2 separate regions of the Mus musculus genome follow, and region 2 is linked to region 1. The links are chromatin contacts, called in public HiChIP or PLAC-seq maps. All regions are on one chromosome and are shown on one strand. The core of a region is the stretch at or near the end of the contact, and the rest is flanking DNA. Distances in the headings are between cores, read along the strand shown. Region 1 holds the start of Npy (neuropeptide Y). Region 2 has its middle 97 kb from the start of Npy.

Region 1 (2,791 bases), core at 203-2,702:
CAAGCACCGACATTATAAAGGAAGTGAATCAGATTCCCAGAGTCCCTGCTCAAAAGTGGTGCCCCTCCCTCGCGCCCTAAGGTGTACTTTCTCCGAGATCCTGTGACTCCTGCTAAATCCAGGCTTCAACTGATGTGAATCTCTGATTCACTACAAAAATATAATTACATTATTGAACAGTAGTGTGTGCCTTCCTCCTTATCAGAGAGGACTTGTTAGATGCTTTGCCTTTTATCAAATGTCCTCATGTGGGCACAAAAGCAGCCCTGACAGCTCAGTGTTTGTGGCCCTGGTGCAGGTTTCTGACGTAGGGAAAGTGAAGTCTTCCAGCTGCGAGGGATATTGTTGTTCTGGTTTATCATTCGATCACATAGTCTCTCTCTCTCTCTCTCTCTCTCTCTCTCTCTCTCTCTCTCTCTCTCACTCTCTCTCTCTCTCTTCCTCCCTCCCTCCCTCCCTCTCTCCCTCCCTCCCTCTCTCCCTCTTATTAGTAGTCAATTTAGCACTATTTAAACAACCCGCAAAGTGACACTCAAACGAAATCATTTAGTTTAGCTTTAAAATAACGCGTAAATTCCACTTTAGCAATGGACCATTTCACTTAGATTCAAACTTCCAGGGGCACTTACTCAAGCGTACCTTGTAAAAATCCCTATCTGGTAAACATAACTTCAATATCGTTCATATTTATTCAACAAGTTTAACGCGACAAGCACACTGGTGTTGGTTTTTTAATCTGCTCCATTTCAATCTGAAAGCAAGTGCTCATTCAGACGCTAACCAAGCTCACTCGGGACTTCACAGGGTTTACAGACAGGGGTGCGAATCGCCGCCACTTTCCACTCTAGATACAGAAGCTCATGGACCGCGGGCTCCCAGTGGCAGCCTCGGGGAGTTTCTGGCTGAGGCCGAACCCGGCTAGCAGCGTTGGGGAGAGTGCTTGGGGGAGGGCCCACCTTTTGGGGAGACCAGTAGATCCAATGGGTCTATGGAAGCCACTGGGACCTTGCGGTCCCGCACACCTGCACCGGGAGCGGGAAAAACCTCGCTCGCCTGCCTCCCTCCCAGAGCGCGCAGTTATCCCGCGGGCCCCAGATATGCTCCCCAAGTAGAATATTCAGGTCCCTACAGACCCGCACGCAGAGAGCTGACAATTCCCGCGACAGGCAACCTAAGCGGTCCCGCTTCATCTCCCTAGCGGGACTCGACGGTCGGGGATAGAGAGAGGGCTCCGAGGGTGCTCACTCTTGACTGTTCCCTTCTCCCCGCAGAGCGGGCCGCTTAGAATTGGGGTGTGGGTGGCTCCAGACGCCGCCACTCGAGCGGCAGTGGCTCCAGCCTCCTCCCCCGCCGCTGGGGGCGGGAAGTGGCTGTGGGAGTCACCCGGGCGTGACTGCCCCCGAGGCCCCTCCTGCCGCGACAAGGGCGCTCCATAAAAGCCTGTGGGCGACCCGCTCTCCGCATCCCACCGGTGGATCTCTTCTCTCACAGAGGCACCCAGAGCAGAGCACCCGCCGCTCAGCGACGACTGCCCGCCCGCCACGGTGAGTGCCAGGATCAACTGGGACAGGGGCGCGGGCTCCCAGACGCCAGTGAACTTGCCCCGCAGCCGGTCCCCTGAGCTTGCTCTGCCAGCTTGACACCCAGCTCTTTGGGGCGCCTAAATTTCACTTGCTGGACTCAGGTTCTACTGTCCACCTGCCCTTCCCCGGGACCCTCCAATCTGGGCGCCCCGCCTCCGTGCCTCTTATCTTTTGAGGGTAGGGAGAAGAACCTGGGAACACCTATCCCAGGGCAGCGGTGGGGTTTTGTTTGGTTGTTTGTTTGTTTGGTTGGTTGGTTGGTTACAACCAGGAACCCAGATTGCATGTGTGCTCCTAGTGGGAGATTCCCCCAAGTATTGTCTCTAGCACGGTGAGCTCTGTTGCCTCCAAAATCCGAACTGAGCCTCTGGGTATCCGACTGTCACAGCGCTTGTAGCCACACAAATCAAAAGCAACCCAGAAGAAAAGTTTTCTCCTCCAAGGGTGATTTAGGAACGAGAGGAGAAAAGTGGTCATTCTTTAAGATAGAGGGCAGAACTTCCAATTCTGTTCTGAAAAGGGGACCTCTGCCTCTCACCAGGAGAATCGGAGGAAGTTTTCTGAAATATGTGGACGGGGCAGAAGATCCAGGTCGGGGCAAGTGGTCTTCTAAAGATTTGGAAGTGGCGCCTGCCCAGTCTGGGCTTTTATTCTAGGGTCTGGGATGGGATTAGATGAGGGTCTAGAGTGATAGCTGGAATTGGGACAAAGACGAGCAATCTCAGCATCTCCAAGTCTGAGCCTTCTGTATCCACAGATGCTAGGTAACAAGCGAATGGGGCTGTGTGGACTGACCCTCGCTCTATCTCTGCTCGTGTGTTTGGGCATTCTGGCTGAGGGGTACCCCTCCAAGCCGGACAATCCGGGCGAGGACGCGCCAGCAGAGGACATGGCCAGATACTACTCCGCTCTGCGACACTACATCAATCTCATCACCAGACAGAGGTGGGTGCATACGCGGCTGGTACCTAGAGCCGGGAAAACTTGCGGTTCTGGAGATCTTGGACATCAGGGATCATTTCTTTCTCCTTGTTCATAGGGCAGGATCAGACATAAATTCAGCTCTAGATAAATATGTGAGCTGGGTACACACTCCACAAACTGGATACATTGTCTTTGTCACTAGACTTTCTCTCCAAGACCCAAGCCCAAGGTTCAGTGCCTCTAGGCTGTCCTCTGTCTGCCACTTACCTTTCCTGCCTTTTTTG
Region 2 (2,791 bases), core at 102-2,601, 97 kb after region 1:
TATGTACTGTCTTTTGTGAAACCTTTTCTGTACCGGCACAAGAGCTGGGAGTGCAGACTCGCAGTGGAGAGCATGCATACCATAGGTCCCGTCTCCAGCACATAGTCAGTCCACAAACCAGGGACGGTCAACAGAAATCCAGTGTAATCCCATGTAAAATGTGCCACCTCTGTACTTACATTTTAGAAGGTGAAAATAATCAGATGAAATGTCCCCCACTAGATTCAACATACTCTAATTTTATCATACAATCAATATAAAATACTGAGATAACTTTACGAAATTGTTTTACACCGTTTCTGAGTCTGTTACGTATTTCAAAGCATTTACCATGCATCTCAATTAAGACTAACCACATTTCCAGCCCTCACTTGGGCCCTCAGCCCAGACCCTTTGAAGCATAAAGTCTGGAGTGTGGCCCCACTCTATGCCCAAGAGCCCTTCAGCAGATTCTGGTCTTTGTTTAGGTTTGAGAACTATCGATCTAGGCCATGGCTTGTGGACTTGGATGTGCAATAGAAGCACCTGAGAAACGTAAAAATAAAAATGTATGCAGCATTCCTATCCCCAGACAACAAAGGCTTTGTAAGGTCTTCCCAATGGTTCTAACACACAGCAAGATGTTGTAAGGATGTCGCTCGTTATCCCATTCAGTTATGTTTTCCCCTTAGTTCCAAATATTTTAAGATGGCTCCCGTCATCATCTCACAGCATGCAGGCTCTTATTTTCAAAGTCCAGACTCCAGTTTTGTTATTTATTCTACTTGAAGCGTCTGGACAAAAGCAATTGTTTTAACTGATTTCTACAACTCTTTTGCTCAAAAAGAAATCTCCTTTAAAAATCTGAATCTTTTTGCCTCTCTCCCATGATTCCTGATTTCAGAGTGGTTGACTTAACAGCTCTCATTCCTTTACCCCACTTCCCACAGCCCAGGGAGCCTTGGTCACTTCTAGTAGCACCAGTCACTTACAGTTCCACCTGACTGCACACAGGAACTCCAGAACGTTGAACCCCTCCCCTTTTCACTAAGATTTAGCCATCGCTGTCCTGTGTGTCAGAGCAATCCTTGGAGAAGCCCAAGTCCTCCCCCAAAGCATCTTCTAGGGAAAGGGAACAAGGCACAAATCCAATTCATAAGCCCCCTCCCCATCATTACTACTGGTTTCCATCCTGGTAGATCTTTAGTCCCCACGCCCTTGGGTCATGAGAGAGGGAGGATATTGGAAAAGCCACCTGGGAGGCAAGGTAGCACTGGGAGGAATGAAAAATCGGCTGTAGTTCTACAGCACCAAAGGTTCACAGAAAAGGCAGCTGTTTGGCATGCGTGTGCAGCCCACTCGAACAACATAGGCCTCGTTTACTTACCCATATGTAAATATGCATAGCTGAAGCACCCTCTAGTGGAACACCCAGAGAAGGGCATGTTTCCTGGGCAAACCCTTACAAAAAGAAAAAAGGAAGGAAGGAAGGAAGGAAGGAAGGAAGGAAGGAAGGAAGGAAGGAAGGAAGGAAGGAAGGAAGGAAGGAAGGAAGGGAGGGAGGGAGGGAGGGAGGCAGAGTGTTTAGAAATCTCATCTAACCACAGCATCATTTGAGATATGAGCACAAACCTACAGTAGCTCCACAGTCCTGGCAAGGTCCTGGGTGCACAAGCTGGTCCACTGGGGCTATAGAGGGCCGGGCCAAACTGGCTTTCTTAAAGTCCTCAACCTTGAAGGCCTAGCTAGGTTCTTGCTGCACACAGTGCAGGAAGGCTTGTTTAGAGGTGAGAGCTGTAACAAAGAAAGATTTGACAGTCCCACTAGGGTCCCTTCAGTTCACCAAATGACCTGTCCCTATTTCTAAACAGAAGGCCATGGTGGGACCACTCATTCATGGAAGCCTGTCCCTACTGGTGGAGAGTAAAAGAGGAGAGTAAACATTGTTACACTGACTAGAAAGATCAAATTTGTAACAGTTGTCAAAATCAATAATAGTCACACCCATTTCCCAAGAAAATATGCTTGCAGGAATTTATCTAGGGCAAAATCCTAGAAACACTGTAGGTGCCAACGAGAGATAAATTAAATAAATAATGATATACCTTTAGTGTCCTGCCAGGGGCCTCTGTGCTGAGCAGTGTTAGGTGAAAACCTGCTTGTATTAAGGAGTACTTGGAACAGCATTCTTTTGATGAGCAACTCTGAGGGTTTACCAGAGCAGGAGTCCATGAAACTGGTGGACCAGTCACCATCCCATCAGTCCAGGTCCGAGGAGAATGAAACAGAAACAGTCAGTCTTACTCATCTCCTGCACTGGGATTTATTCTTCCTCTCTATGCCTGGATGGCAGAGTTTGGGAGCTTACATTACTGACTTCCCAGGTTCTCAGGTCATTAGCCTTAAACTAAGAGCTATTCCATCAGCATCTCTGGTTCTGAGGTCCAAGATATAGATTGAAAACAGGCTAGCAGCCTCCCAGGGTTCCAGCCTGAAGATGGTATCCATAATTTGTGAGTCAATTTCCATAATACATGCCCTCTCATCTGTCCATTCATCCATCCATCCAGCACTCTCATAACACACACACACACACACACACACACACACACACACACACACCTATATAATCATCTCTTTACTATCTTTTACCTACTTGTTTATCTGTCTCATTGGCCCGCCTCTTTGAGGACCCCAGACTAACACAGACTCTACATTCGCCCAAAAGAGTCAACTCTCTGCGTAGGGGATAGATCTCTGTATGGGCTTTCCACTGTGTTATCCTTTTTACAGTGGGGTCCACAGGAGAAGT

What was found. HiChIP or PLAC-seq counts read pairs in DNA pulled down with a chosen protein or histone mark.
Region 2: a contact with region 1 is called in an H3K27ac HiChIP or PLAC-seq map of SST interneurons, with 2.1 times the contacts expected there. The contact joins the enhancer-like site here to the promoter of Npy in region 1. A contact is called at or near these places in 5 of 39 promoter capture datasets (cranial neural crest, embryonic stem cells, hippocampal neurons and 2 more), 10 of 484 Hi-C or Micro-C datasets (the N1E-115 cell line, bone marrow-derived macrophages, embryonic fibroblasts and 6 more), 9 of 115 datasets of contacts at active chromatin or transcription factors (SST interneurons, a beta-TC-6 cell line, bone marrow-derived dendritic cells and 4 more) and 1 of 9 other capture datasets (embryonic stem cells).

Annotation. Positions count from the first base shown.
Region 1 is chr6:49,821,258-49,824,048 of GRCm38.p6, forward strand. It overlaps Npy (neuropeptide Y), which reads left to right and starts at 1,453. Exons shown (of 4, transcript NM_023456.3): 1 at 1,453-1,544; 2 at 2,341-2,528. The coding sequence starts at 2,341.
Region 2 is chr6:49,918,305-49,921,095 of GRCm38.p6, forward strand. No RefSeq gene overlaps it. Among named protein-coding and RNA genes, the nearest start is that of Npy, 97 kb to the left of the region's middle. Within about 2 kb of position 1,352, at least 6 of the 459 cell types and tissues checked have an H3K27ac peak or open chromatin away from gene starts, as enhancers often do. A contact at or near this core is called in the N1E-115 cell line and SST interneurons, where this site is marked.